4 separate regions of the Mus musculus genome follow, and all the other regions are linked to region 3. The links are chromatin contacts, called in public Micro-C and promoter capture Hi-C maps. All regions are on one chromosome and are shown on one strand. The core of a region is the stretch at or near the end of the contact, and the rest is flanking DNA. Distances in the headings are between cores, read along the strand shown.

What was found. Promoter capture Hi-C pulls out the DNA fragments that hold promoters and counts their contacts. Hi-C and Micro-C count contacts between places; a contact is called where the count stands out from the background.
Region 1: a contact with region 3 is called in a promoter capture Hi-C map of the HPC-7 cell line, with 3 times the contacts expected there. The contact joins the enhancer-like site here to the promoter of Nmnat2 in region 3. A contact is called at or near these places in 14 of 39 promoter capture datasets (the 3T3-L1 cell line, 3T3-L1-derived adipocytes, the C10 cell line and 8 more), 2 of 484 Hi-C or Micro-C datasets (cerebral cortex and cortical neurons) and 1 of 115 datasets of contacts at active chromatin or transcription factors (embryonic stem cells).
Region 2: a promoter capture Hi-C map of embryonic stem cells shows a contact between it and region 3, with 2.9 times the contacts expected there. The contact joins the enhancer-like site here to the promoter of Nmnat2 in region 3. A contact is called at or near these places in 20 of 39 promoter capture datasets (the 3T3-L1 cell line, 3T3-L1-derived adipocytes, the C10 cell line and 11 more), 1 of 484 Hi-C or Micro-C datasets (myeloid progenitors), 7 of 115 datasets of contacts at active chromatin or transcription factors (embryonic forebrain, embryonic hindbrain, embryonic stem cells and 2 more) and 1 of 9 other capture datasets (adipose tissue).
Region 4: a contact with region 3 is called in a Micro-C map of embryonic stem cells, with 4 times the contacts expected there. The contact joins the enhancer-like site here to the promoter of Nmnat2 in region 3. A contact is called at or near these places in 3 of 39 promoter capture datasets (the 3T3-L1 cell line and hippocampal neurons) and 2 of 484 Hi-C or Micro-C datasets (embryonic stem cells and nephron progenitors).

What each region holds. Positions count from the first base shown.
Region 1 is chr1:153,405,892-153,409,416 of GRCm38.p6, forward strand. E330020D12Rik (Riken cDNA E330020D12 gene) reads right to left here. Exons shown (of 4, transcript NR_033736.1): 2 at 2,446-2,679; 3 at 1,711-1,798; 4 at 1-710. Among named protein-coding and RNA genes, the nearest start is that of E330020D12Rik, 6.6 kb to the right of the region's middle. Within about 2 kb of position 2,175, at least 12 of the 459 cell types and tissues checked have an H3K27ac peak or open chromatin away from gene starts, as enhancers often do. A contact at or near this core is called in the HPC-7 cell line, where this site is marked.
Region 2 is chr1:153,375,134-153,378,312 of GRCm38.p6, forward strand. It overlaps Gm46246 (a long non-coding RNA gene), which reads right to left. Exons shown (of 2, transcript XR_001779877.1): 2 at 2,724-3,179. Among named protein-coding and RNA genes, the nearest start is that of Gm46246, 20 kb to the right of the region's middle. Within about 2 kb of position 1,573, at least 26 of the 459 cell types and tissues checked have an H3K27ac peak or open chromatin away from gene starts, as enhancers often do. A contact at or near this core is called in embryonic stem cells, epiblast stem cells and stem cell-derived epiblast-like cells, where this site is marked.
Region 3 is chr1:152,953,044-152,956,431 of GRCm38.p6, forward strand. Nmnat2 (nicotinamide nucleotide adenylyltransferase 2) reads left to right here and starts at 2,058. Exons shown (of 11, transcript NM_175460.3): 1 at 2,058-2,150. The coding sequence starts at 2,066.
Region 4 is chr1:153,213,755-153,217,381 of GRCm38.p6, forward strand. No RefSeq gene overlaps it. Among named protein-coding and RNA genes, the nearest start is that of Lamc2, 29 kb to the left of the region's middle. Within about 2 kb of position 2,142, at least 6 of the 459 cell types and tissues checked have an H3K27ac peak or open chromatin away from gene starts, as enhancers often do. A contact at or near this core is called in embryonic stem cells, where this site is marked.

The sequences.
Region 1 (3,525 bases), core at 925-3,424, 450 kb after region 3:
AGCATTATTTCTTTAGAGCGGCAAGCCAAATCTGAGATTGTCCCACCTCTACTCTGGCAAAGGCCTGCGCCACCATGGTGGAAGTTCCGGTCTGCACACACTGCATCCAACACATACACCAAACACACAACACACACACTATTACAAGCATACATCCCATGGCTCCCATCAGCCCTGAGGCAAGGGATCAGTGCAACTACCATTCACCCCACATGACAACCATACATATAAGGAGCACTGCCCAAGGTGGAAGGGAATCAGGAATACTCCTACAAAAAGGAAGGGGGGCCCATCTAGGTTGGGAGGGTATAGTGCCATTGCCCTTGGATATACTGGCAGGCCACACCCCTCAAATCCAGGTAGCATTAGCTTTAGTAGATACAGCTGAACACAATCATTCATCTGTGAAATATTTTGAATCATCTGAAAACACAACAATCCCTTTAGCTGAAGCAGCATAGAAAAAAGGCAATTGTAGTGAAGCATTAGATGTAAAGAATTGAGGAAACACTTGAATGCGTCAATGGCATGGGTTTCAGGAACACAGACATAATTCCCCAACGTAGCTCTTCATTTCTCACTAGCGGGAGCATTCCCAGCCACAGGATCCATAGTTTCATCTTCGGTGGGGGGGTGGGGGAGGACGGGATAGAAGTTGTAGGCAGCTTTCATGTCAATCGCTCTGGTACCCAGATTGGATTTTCTTGTTCCTGGGGAAAAGCACAAACAGCTCCTTTCGCCCACGTCAACACCAGTGGGCAATGATTTCCACACCCTTATGGCAATCTGATTCACCTGCACTGGATATCCTGTCTGTTGTTGTGCAAAGCGACCTTGACCAAGCAGCATAATCCTATCCTATGCTGGATTTCCTGCAGCAGTGTTAGCTGCTGCCTGTTCATTTGCAAATTCAATAAGGAAGGCTTTCCTATCTAAATACTGCCCAGGTGAAAGGCATGCCTTCACCAAGACTGCCCAATCGGACAGAGTCATGCAGTGTCTATTCAAGGCCTCTACTTGAGCCACAGTATAGGAGGCAGTTAGGCCATTAGTCCGCATGGATTCAGCCAAATTCCTGATTACTTTGAAATCTAGAGGCTCATGATATCTCTGTCCTGCTTGGCCGGTGAAAATAGGACATCCCAGCAAGGAGAATCTAACCTCTCTCCAAACCTCTGCTAATAGGCAGCTGCCGAGGAGGTATAGGGAGGGGGCATAGAAGCTAATTCGCCTCCCTCCTCTGCCTCGGCTCTTTTGTTTTGTCCTTTCTGTCCACCTGATAACACTGTGTCTCCTTTCTTTTTCTTTTTCTTTTTAAGCCCTTCTCCTCTTCTGACATACTCTCTTGTTGCTCTGTAAGGATTTTCTGACCTGTCTTGACTGCCTGACAATTCAAACAGTAACAGAGTCCATATATCAGAACAAACAAGACCAAAACTACCAGACCTACGCACAAAGGGTCAATAGGAGAAAAAAGCATAACTCACGAACCTTAACTTGTCCCATTTACCCGGGAACCTTATCGTCTCAACCCTTCCTTTCCCTTTCCCTTTCCCCTTTCCCCTTTCCCCTTTCCCCTTTCCCCTTTCCTTTCCCCTTTCCTTTCCTCTTTTCTTTCTCGCCCCTTTCACCCTTTTTCTACCCACACTGGGTCTATGGGCGAGAAAAACATATCCCCCTTAAACCCGGGGATCAATTTGGGAGACTTACCGGTACCACCGTTCCTCAGCTGAAGAGTTCTGAATCCACAAGGTCGTTGTCCTTGGGCCCTGTACAGGCCACCAGATGTTGCGCCCACCTTGGCCAGCAAGGAAGACACAACACGGTCGGGTTCTTCTCAACAGCCTTTATTGCAGGAATGCCTCAATGCTGCTACGGGGAGCATTGCCTCAACACACCCCGGGCACCCAGGGAGGTCTGCTTATATACTCTCAGCCCCCAACCACTCACAGTACGCCATATCATCTCACCAGGCACGCAGCTTCAGCCAATCAGGGCGGCAGGGGCATGTCTCCACCAAATATGGACTTGTTTACACTGCCAGCATCGTGCTACACCTGCACAGCTCTCACGATGGTCATGGCTTATTTTCAGGTGTATGAGGAAGTCAGGTGCAAGTCATAAGACTTAGCTGCAGTCCCAGGTGCCATCTTGTGACTGCTGCCACACCCGCTCCTCACAGTCTTTTAAATAATATCTTTAGTGTCTCTCTCCTCAGCAAGAACTCAGCTCAGAGACTCTGTGTGCCCTGATAACTCACCAGCAGTAGCTTGCATACAGAGCAGATACTTAAACTTTCTCTGTAAACCACCCTAACTGCCTCCCTTCTCTGTAGAACAAGCCTGCTCCCTCTGGGATCTCTCTGTTCCCATTCATTCTGACCCCACCATGTTGCCTAAAGCCATGCTAAAAATCACAACTAGGGCCCCGAATGGTAGTGCTCACCTTTGATCCCAGCACATGGAAGACAAGAGGCAGGTCTGATGTACACAGCTGCACTATATAGCAAGATCCTGTCTGGAGCCCAGGAGTCACCATGGGGATAACAGGATGGCAAATCTTCCAGGTCCTTGTTTCCTCCCAGGTGCCTTCCCCTAGTTGCAGACCTGGTTCTGTCACCCAGGAGCCAGTCCTGTACCTTGGTGTGTATGTCAAGGGACTCTGCTTTGCTCCTCAACCCTAGTTCCTCCAAAGATAAAAAGGAAGTGTTACAGAAACGCGTTCTGAGTGGATCTCTGACATCTGACCTGGGAAATGCTTACCTATCTTGCGTTTTGCTTTAAGACAGCTGTCATTCGGTGTCAGTGTCCATGGTCGCACACGCCTTTAATCCCAGCACTCCAGAGGCAGAGGCAGGTGAATTTCTGAGTTTGAGGCCAGCCTGGTCTACAAAATAGACTCCAGGACACCCATAGCTATACAGAGAAACCCTGTCTCAAAAGATGCAGAAGAGCTGTGTGCTCAGTGACCTCAGATTTGAAAGATTACAAGCCTAGGTTTGGTTTCACGATGAGCCAGAAGGAAGTTTTGACCAGAAGTCTTTTTCTGATAAAAAAATGGAGTGTAACTGTTACATAAAATCTTAAGAAATTTTTTCATCATGAGTCAACCTGTAGAGTCAATGCAGAAGTGCCCACCCTGCAGATGCTCTAACCCCCCCCCCAAACAACAATAGCACAAAACAGACTCACTGAGCTACAGGATTTAGTAGCTGCACACTGACTGAAAGCCTATAGCGTGACAGCCCTGTGCTGAGAAGGTCTTAGCTGAAATACAGGTGAGCAGTGTCAGAGAGGGAACAACCTAGTACGAAGGACAAATACCCTTTGCAGCACAGAAGTTGTAAACCCCCCCTTTCTACAATAATAATAATAATTCCCAGTTACATAATTTTCTCACCAGTTAGACACTAAATATCATGGAAAGGGATTGTGAGGAAGAAGAAAGCCATGGAGAAGTGATGGACTACTGTTCCAAAGGTCAAACTTCAACTCGAAGAAGAAAAATCCATAACAAAGCATCGTG
Region 2 (3,179 bases), core at 323-2,822, 420 kb after region 3:
ATTTGAGCCACATCATATTACAGATATGTCAAAGTGAGTAATTTACATCATTTATAAAATATGGGTCAGCCCTGAGGGTATGCCTACTATGGTAATGGGGTTGATTTCCTTTAATAAATCCTATTTTCTGTGTGATGCATCCCATCTTGGTATGCTTCTCCTTGGTTGAAGGACGTCCGGTGGAAGCTCCCAAGGTACCATTAAAGCCTTGTTTGAAATTCCATCTACTTTCTAGCTTGGCCACACAGCACACAGTACTGATCAAAGTTCAGTGAGGAAAAGAGGCAACTATTTTTCTTGGTTTAGAATCTAACTGAACTTCCACCAAGGGTCTCTGGTTGGGTGGGTCCAGTTTTGTGAATGAATGATTCCTTTGCCAGCAAACGATATTGCTGAACCCGGCCATTAAGAAGCCAGGAGGCATGACCTTGGGGTAGTTATCATCAGTAATCTACAGCAACTGTTAGAAGGTTTCAGTTCCTACTGTTGGGCAAAATTTTAACAAACAGACTTAAGTAAAATATTTCTGAAGTTAAAAACAAAACAAAACAAAACAACAACAGCAACCAACCAACCAAAACCCCACAGTTTTCCTTGGGAATGTTTTTAATATGTGTATACGCACACACACACACACATATATATACACACACACATACATACATATATACATATACATATATATGTATGTGTGTATGTATATATGTATGTATATGGTTGTATATTGAAAAATGTAAGCAATTCTCATGAAATTATTATGAATTCACAATTTAAAAACCAAGAACATTCATAAGTTGATATCACTTTAAGCTTTTGAAAAATGAAGAACTGAAATAATTTGTAAAACCTAAAGGGAGGCCTCCTGTGGTCTGTAAATGCTGACTTCCAGAAGTTAAACAAGTTAGAGGCCAACCTGACCTACTTGTGAAAGAGAGAGAAAGAAAGAAAGAAAGAAAGAAAGAAAGAAAGAAAGGAAGGAAGGAAGGAAGGAAGGAAGGAAGGAAGGAAGGAAGGAAGAAAGAAAGAAAGAAAGAAAGAAAGAAAGAAAGAAAGAAAGAAAGAAAGAAAGAAAGAAAGAAAGAAAGAAAGAAAGAAAGAAAGAAGAGGGGAGGGGAGGGGAGGGGAGGGGAGGGGAGGGGAGGGGAGGGGAGGGGAGGGGAGGGGAGGGGAGGGGAGGGGAGGGGAGGGGAGGAAGCAAGCAACTCAATCACAGCTGTTGGAGCAGGATTTAACTGATCTTGTATTTTCACAGCTGGACGGCTGTGATTCTATTCTTTCTTTCAAACACCCCACCCCATTAGTTACTGTAACTGCAGTGAAGGCAGAACAAGTTTGTCTGACCTCAGTGTGCTCCGAAGCCAGGGAGCCCTTAAAATCCAAAAGACACTCTAAAATGAGAGAAGTAATATTTGTTTCTTCCTCCAAACGGAGACCCCACCCCTCTCCACCCCCAGCTTTAAATTCAAAGGGTTGATGGTAAGTCAGCTGAGGGAGACTCTAGCCCACACCTGTGAACACCACTGCTCCCCTCACTGTCCCATTGTGTTTACTTGTGAGAAGGAATCTCCCAAAAGCAAAAAGCGAAAAGCGTTCACTCCACTTCGAGCTTTTGTTCACAGAGGTATCACACTGAGCGGGAATGTGGGTGGGGTTTGAATTTGTAAAAAGCCTGATTAAATTTATCTAAAATAATCCTATCCTATCTTATTGGGTCCTGAATTCAACCCAGTCCATTCGTAAGCAAGATTCTTAGACAAACCCACTCACTGTTTAAAATCCCTTGTGTTGCAAATTAAACAGAGACCATAAACCAGCCCAGTCCTGGCTTGTGTCATCTCTGATTCAATCTGCTATCAGTTAGATATTGGAGGAGGATTCCTGCTGCTTTGCTGGGTCTGTCAATTTTTAATAAAAGGCCTGAATTGCTCTGAGTGTCTCGGAATCTTCTGTTTCTCTTTTAGTGATAAGCAAAACACGTCTGTTGAATGCCTAGGATTCTAACACTGATAGAGAGACAGCCTTTACCCCAATACTCTTCTGAGATTACGTCATAGTGACAAGGGCCCGAATAGTCTCCAAGGACTGAGGTATGGGTGGGGAGCCCTTAAAAGCAAATTCACTTCAATGTTGAGTTTAACCATTTTTATGATATATTTTTTTTGAGACAGTGTCTACTCTCTAGAGTAGACCAGGCTAGCCTTGAAACTGCAGTGATCCCCCTGCCTCAACCTAAGTTTTGAGATTACAAGTATGTGCCCCTAATATCCAGTATGATAACATACATACATACATACATTTATTTATTTATTTATTTATCTATTTATCTATCTATCTATCTATTTATTTATTTATTTATTTATTTATTTATTTATTTATAATGGGCTGGGGATTTACCTTAGTTGGTAGGACACTTTACAGGCACATGCAAAGCTCTAGGCTTGACCCCCCCCCCCATTACTGAATTTTTAAAAAACTAGCAGTGGTGACACATGCCTGCAGCCTCAGAACTCAGGAGGCAGGGACAGGGGCTCAAGATCACCTTCAACTATATAGAAAATTCAAGACCAGCCTGGGCTACCTCACCTATATTGACCACCCTCATTCCATCCTCTAAAAAATAAAAATAAAAAAAAATAATATAGCGTACCCAAGAAATACAAACGAAGTAAGAGAAGCTGGCAAATGTCTCCCAATGACAATAATAAAAGATGCAATGAAACATCTCAAAGAAAAATGCCATTTTACTCTGTGGCTGTAATTCTCTCCATAGAACTGACCCTCATTTAAGCAGTTTATTCAAATTGTTAGACGGATACTCATAGCTGGCAATCATGGCTCAATAAACCATAAGAGACCAAGCAGAATGCAGGAAGTCTCACACAGTTACTGTAAGGACTGACTTCAGGTCACACTGGACAACACTGAAAACCATAATGCTGGCCTGAGGAGGAACCTCTGCTCTGTTGCCTAGCAGCTAGGTGACTTAGCCGCATCCTTGCTGCCTGCTAGCCTCAGAGCTGATTCCCAGATAAGGACTCAGTCTGAGGATTCCATCTTGTCTTCTCTGTTTCTTCCATGTTTGCAGCACAGATGTCTTCAACAGAGAGGACTTCCTTCCGAAGGTGCCTCCTGAAACAAGGCCTCACATGTCTGCGTCTTTGGCTGCCAAGGACCTCAGG
Region 3 (3,388 bases), core at 808-3,307:
CCCATTTGCATCTTGTGTTAGAGAAGACACAAACTTCTGTATGAATTACACTGGCTCTTAAGACTCTTATATTGAAACCAGAAACTTTGGGGTCAGTACTTTGGCTTATCAGGTAAAGCAGATGTCACCAAGGCTGATGGTCTGAGTTCTATCCCAGGGACCCACACTTAAAGAGGAGAGAAATGACAGCTGCAGGTTGTCCTCTGAGCTCTGTGGTAGTGCTGTAATATTTGTGTGTGTGTGTGTGTGTGTGTGTGTGTGCGCGCGCGCACATGCATGCTTACGTGCACACACACAAAGTAATAAACTAGAAACTAGAAAACTAGAAAATCTCTCCACAGTAGGAATTGATTTACTATTCAGCAAAAATTAAGAAATATGAACCGCATGCCTGCCAGAAACTCTTAGATAAGAAGTAAGGAGCAGTGCTAATGCGGTGGCTGAACAGGCAAAGGTACTCACTACCAAGGCCGATGGCCTGGGTTCAACACCCAGTTCCCACAATGCAGAAGGAGAGAGCTGACTCTTGCAAGGAACTGTTCGTCCAAGAAGGCAATACTTGTGCTTCTGAATCAGGAATCTAATTACTGGTTCTGTAATGCATCCAAAGAGAACAGTTGTCCGGTCTTCAAACCTTTCCTTTCCCCCTATTCATTTTTCAGAGTCTTAGCCCATTCATTTACTAAACTCAAATTTTAAGGCGTTTCCCCAAACGTCTCTATATCCCATCCATCCGCAAAGACTAAAAGCTACAAAATCTATGGTATCTATCCTGCCCTGCCTCATCTCCCTGCTGCTGACTCTCTATACCCAGCAGTCCCAGGACAGGACCACCTGCCCAAGGCTGCCAACTTTCTCCTAATTCTTATTTTCCTCTTGGTTCTTTTCCTCCCAACACTCAGAGATCTCATAAAAATGTCAATTACATGGTACTCTCTGTCTAACGATTTCAATGGCCTCCTTTTGTTATTCCACTGTAAGTCAGTGACTCATAAGAACTTCCTGTCCATTATCCTAAACCCATATGATGACTGGGTGCACATTTCTCTACTACTGTTTGCCCACCTGTCCAGGACTTTTGGTTATATGGCCCTCCTTTCATGTTCACAAGCACTGGAAGCCTGTCTCCGGGTCTCTGTACCAACAACTTCTTGTCTAAATAGGCCTGCCTTAAATGTCGTCTAAGCCAGAGAGGCTTTCTCAGACTCCGTCCAATCTGCTCTGTCAGACAGTGAGTTAATTCAGTTATCATTCGGGGTCCACAGCAGCATCCAATAGAGAGTGAGCATCAAGAAGTAAGCATAGAGTGGTGACTGACTCAACTTGGACAGCTGATGTAGGAATTTCGTAATACTTAGCCTTACTAATTTCCCATTCATATCTGCCCAAACCCATAATTCAACCCACACAAAGGACCAACATTAGCAGAAGGGCTTTCTTAGTAGCCACAGGTCAAGATTTGGATTCCAGTCAATAGTTTAGAATCACTAAATAAGGGAGGAGAACAAAACAAAACAAAAAATCCGAAATGAACACTATTGAAAAGAAAACCTATCATTTGTCACTTTAAATATTAAAGCTCATGAAAAAGAAAATTCATAAAATCAAACATTTTTGAAGTCGGATATGTTAGGGAATGTAGACAGGGAGAGAAAAAGTGAGTCAGGAAAACGAAATTTGACACAGAGAGAACATAGCCAGCAACCACGCTGTAAGGATGCCAGGGTACCACTCCTTTCCTTGTAGATAAAGTAAGATGCAGTGAGGTGGGGTGGAGAGGGTAGAAACAATAGGGTCAGGAACCAAGACCAGTGACGCAAAAGAAGCTAGAGAGGAAGTAGGACTAAGCAGAGCCAAAGGGAGAGCAATACAAAAGCAGCCTTGGATCGAGCCGGAGTGGCAAGCGTTAAAGGGAGGCGGGGAGTGACGCGGTTTGCGTCTAGAGCGGCTCCTTGGAGTCCACAGCATCCACCGCCGGAGCCTCGCCTTCCTTTCTCCGTCTGCAGACATATCGAGACACAAAAAGAGGCAACCCCTGGATCAGTGCGAGAGACCTCATCCCATCATGACCGAGACCACAAAGACCCACGTTATCCTGCTGGCCTGCGGCAGCTTCAATCCCATCACTAAAGGGCACATTCAGATGTTCGGTGAGTCCTCCCGCCCACCCCGGAGGCTGCTTCCGCTGCTCTACTCTCGCCAATATCAGGGCTTTCCAAGGCGATTGAGCAGGAAGGCGTGCGCCCCTCCGGAGGGGTGCGCCGGCTGATCAGGCTGGTGCCAGGTCAGCCCCAACTATCCCCGCTAGCACGAGCCGACGCAAACTGCGTTTTTTCCAGGCTTCTCTAGCGTGGGGCCAGATCGCCTCGCCGAGGGCCAGGGATGGGGGAGGTGCGGGGCTGGGGGGTGAGTGTCCTCTGGGGTGGGGTGGGGGCGCCTGGTTAGAGCCCTGGAGTGCGGTGGTTTGAGTACTTGGCGGGCAAGGGTGGGGATAGGGGCAGAGGTTGGGGTGCGAAGAAGGAAGGAGAAGGGCTGAAGATAACGTGCTGTTTGTTTAGGATGGGCAGAAAGCTCGAAGGAGTTAAATGTGCCTCGGAGACACAAACACTCGCACACGACACACCAGTGGCAGGGACTGGGGCTTCAAGGAGACTAATACTGGGCTTGGCTGGCGGTTCCAGGAGGCTCAACGGACAATGTTTGGAGATTGTAGCTTTGGTGGCCCAGAGCGGTGGATGTTGGCTAATGGAGAGGGAAGGGTACCACTGCCCCGCCGAGGTTTGGCTCCGGCTGCCTTGGAAAGGGGAGGGGGCGGGGCGACTGCTTCGGGAGGTGGTCCACGAGCCGGCGAGATGGATCCCGGCCCAAGTTGGCCAAGGTTCTGCCCAAGGCGGCGATGACAACCGGCATCCTTGCGGTGTGAGTGTGAAGATGGATATTTGAATGTGCGTGAGAGCTCGTGTGTGGGGTAGGGACGTGTCTTCACGAGTTTGTTTTTTGAGGTTCGGGACGTACAGTGAGAGGGGGAAAGCTCAGGCGTCTCGGGTGCGTGCATAAAGGTCCAGCAGAGAGGCAGGAAAGAGGTAATTGTCCACGCAGGTTGAAATTTCTCGCCGCCGGTGCGGAAGCCACGCCGCTCGAAGGCTACTGCTTTAGGACCCAAAGGCGCAGGGTGTGTGCGCGTTTAGACCCCTGAGAGGGGGACGCGGGGTCACTTTAAAAGCAGAAATTGAGAAGTTATAAGTTGGGGTGATTTTTCTTTTCCCCTGGGACTCAAGGAAATGAGTAAGGGAGAGCCAGGGCTCTGGGGATGGGAGAAGGGCAGGGTGAGAGTCCCTGACCCGGCCCTGCGGTGAGGCGCTCTCCACAGGCGGTGGTGCTGAAACGC
Region 4 (3,627 bases), core at 892-3,391, 260 kb after region 3:
ATAGGGGAGACCTTCTGATGGGGAGATACACTGCAGATGAAGTTCTCTAGGAAGGATTAAACTGGGTGGAACTGGCTTGAGCAGAGGAAAGAGATGGGGGAGGGAGAGACAACCTTGAGAGAGGGGTGGCACTGGAGGGTGAGCAGGTTCAGAGTAACAATCATGCCTTGCTACCTTTAGAAGAGGAATCCATGTGACTGAGGATCATTCACATGGGTAGGATAGGGGCTTGGAGAGGGATTATTGGTCAGAAGCAGGAGAGACCGTGCAGAACGCTGGGCTCTCTCCACACTCCCTTCTCCGGCTCACCTTATGGATGTGGCATCGAGAAAATGACCACCAAGGCACAATTTTTACTTATTTATTTTTATGTTATGTTTAGATTGTTTTGTTGTTTTGCCTGCACGTATGTTTGTGTGTGTATACTATGCGCATGCCTGGTGGCAGCAGAGGTCAGGAGAAGGTGTCAGATCCTCTGGAACAGGAATTATAGCGGACTGGGAGCTACCTACCATGTGGGTGCTGGCAATTGAACCCCCCCCCCCCATTCTCTGCAAGTGCAACCCGTGCTCTTAACCACCAAGGCGCTGTCTCTCCAGCCCCATGAAGGCACTTTCTAAAACATCAAGCTATCCTGGCAGTGCCAACCCTCCCAGGATCCTCCTGTAGATTCTTAGAGCTCCCATCTGGCACCTGGTGACAACGTTCACCCCTTGGGCCAAGCCTGATGGTCTAGGACAGTCCGCTGAGACAGCACTGTACAGATTGTAGCAAGGAGGGCATCAGGTCTTCACATATTCTCTGAGCGCGCTGAACGTGTAATCATGGAAATCATAGCCTCTTGAGGTTTTGCCTTCCGTGCTGGCTCAGCAGCCCAGAAGCTTGTAATCTGCCATCGGACAGCCCATCTCTCAGACAGTCCTGTTCAAGCTGAGCTTGTGCTTACTCGGCACTAACCTCACACAGAGACCATTGTCAGGAGGAAAGAGGCAATCCATGGACAGTCTGGGGGCAACTGGCAGAGAAGAGGTTAAGGAGAATGAGACAGCTATCTTAGAAGAGACTGAGTACCCAGGATGGCTCTGGAAAGCTTTACCACGACCAAAAACAACAAAGCAAATCGGAGAGTTGCGCTGAGTTACTGAAATGGTGGAGGATCTCAGAGTGGTGGTAGACAACATAGGGTGGGTCCCAGTGGCACCAGCTGAAAAGTACAAAATTGGCTTTTGTTGCTTGCATTGTGGGAAGACAGAAAGATGGCCATCAAAGGTAGAACCAGGCATCTTCGTGGAGCATCATTTAAGTTCATTTGGACATCCTCATGGGAAGTGACACAATAGGTTACATTTTTTAAAATTAAAATTACATCTATTTATGTATGTGTCTGTGTGTGGGGTGCATGTGTACAGAGGTAGAAAAGGATTTACAAAGATCCGTTCTCTCCTGATACCGTTGTGGGTCCCAGGGGTGGAACTCAGGATGCCAGACCTAACACTGCTAAGCACACACCAGCCCCAACGAACCTTCCTTTTTATTTTTATTTGTTTGTCTTTGATACAGGGTCTCACTGTGTATCCCTGGCCAGCCTAGAACTCCCTGTAGAGGCTAGGGTGACTTAGGATTTACAGTGTTCTGCCTGCCTTCCAAATTCTAGGATTAAAGGCATGCACTTGGCAAGGTTACATACATACATAAGAGCCTGTTGCCAAACTTTTAACAGATACAAACTACTCTGAGTTATACCTTTATGGCCTGTATTCATTCTAAGGCTTAGGAGAACACAACTAATCAGTTAAAATTTTACTGAAAATCATTCCCAAGAGTTAGGGGATCGGATCAGGCTACCGGAGGGACTCTGGCTACAATCCACAGATGTGAAGGGATGGATGTGGGTCTATGTCATCGTGTGCTGTGCCATTTGGTTCCCGTGGTTTTGTTTATCTCCTTTCAAATAAGAGTCAGTCTATGCTCACTCAGGTAGGGCTGTGGGTGCAGAATGTGGGTGGAGGGAGGGGAGAAAAGCTAGCAGTTGCAAGATGAGGCAAACAGTCACTTCCCTGCCGCTGAGAAGACCTCAGTAACTGCTGCCTTCCAGCCTAAGGGCCTCCCTGCAGGTGGAAATGACTTGACAGACAATCAAGGGATGCTTGAATGATGAACGCATGCTGAGGGCGGGCATGCTAACAGCCAGGCAGGCCCATAATGCTAGACTCAGGATGGACCAGACGGTTCCAACAGAGTAGGTGACTCCTTGACATCAGGCTCCACTGTCCTGAGGGAAGGGAAGAAGGAACTTCTGACAGAGAGGAGTTAAAGCAAAGACAAAGCCAAGTACCAAGTTTCTTGGGTTTGAACTTCCAATCCACGCATCCTTTGACTTTTGATTGCACTTTTGCTATCTGGCTTTCCTTTCAGAAGGATGCGTTTCACTTTTGCTTCGGTGACCTCAAGTCTTTTTTTTTTTTTTCCTTTTTTTATTAGGTATTTAGCTCATTTACATTTCCAATGCTATACCAAAAGTCCCCCATACCCACCCACCCCCACTCCCCTACCCACTCACTCCCCCTTTTTGGCCCTGGCGTTCCCCTGTACTGGGGCATATAAAGTTTGCATGTCCAATGGGCCTCTCTTGCCAGTGATGGCCGACTAGGCCATCTTTTGATACATATGCAGCTAGAGTCAAGAGCTCCGGGGTACTGGTTAGTTCATAATGTTGTTCCACCTATAGGGTTGCAGATCCCTTTAGCTCCTTGGGTACTTTCTCTAGCTTGTGGAACGTATACTTGTTCAGAACTAGTGCTGCCTCTGAGATAAATTGAGGTTTGGTCTGCTGCTATGTATTGTAATGCTAAATTCTGTACCAGAAGGTCTAGGCCCACCAGTGAATTCTTACTTTTACAAGCTTTTGTTGTGCAATCCACGTTCTTTGATTTAAAACTAATGGTTAAATAAAATTGGTTACAGCCGGTTCCTGGGGGAATTAAGGTGGGTGGGTTTTGAGTTACCTGTTGGATAAGAGAGACCAGGAGGAGGAGGAAAAAACAAGAGGAGAGGAGGAAGCGACATGAGGGGAGATGGACTGTGAGCACATGGCCAGGAGAAACAGCAAGTATCTAGGATACACTGCTGGGGAGGCAGCCAGGCCAGCAGTGAAAAGAGTAGATTAGGGGTGACATTCCCCTCCCCCCAGTAACTGTCAAAGCCAAATCAAATAACCATAGCCTGAGTCTCATTTATTTGTAAGCTAGTCAGGGTTAAGTTTAAATTGGATGAGCTACTTAGTAGAACTGCACCCCACCCCCAATACTGCTTATTGATTTAAAAAGTACCCGTAAAGACTCTAAAAAATTGTGTTTATCTGTGAGTGTGTGTGCCTGTGCAACTGCGCCTGTCAGTGACATTGCTCCTTGAGTCAGAAGGGGGTGGTGGACCCTTCGGAGCTGGAGTTAGAGACATTTGTGAGCTGCCCAATGAAGGTGTTCACAACTCTCTCCCCTGCAGCCTGGTCCTCAGGATGAAGCAGTGCGTGCTCCTAACTTCCGAGCCATCTCTCTACCCCCCCCCCCCCACTTGTTAATACTTCATTTAAATCTGCTTACAGTGAACAGACACAATCCCACGCAAGTT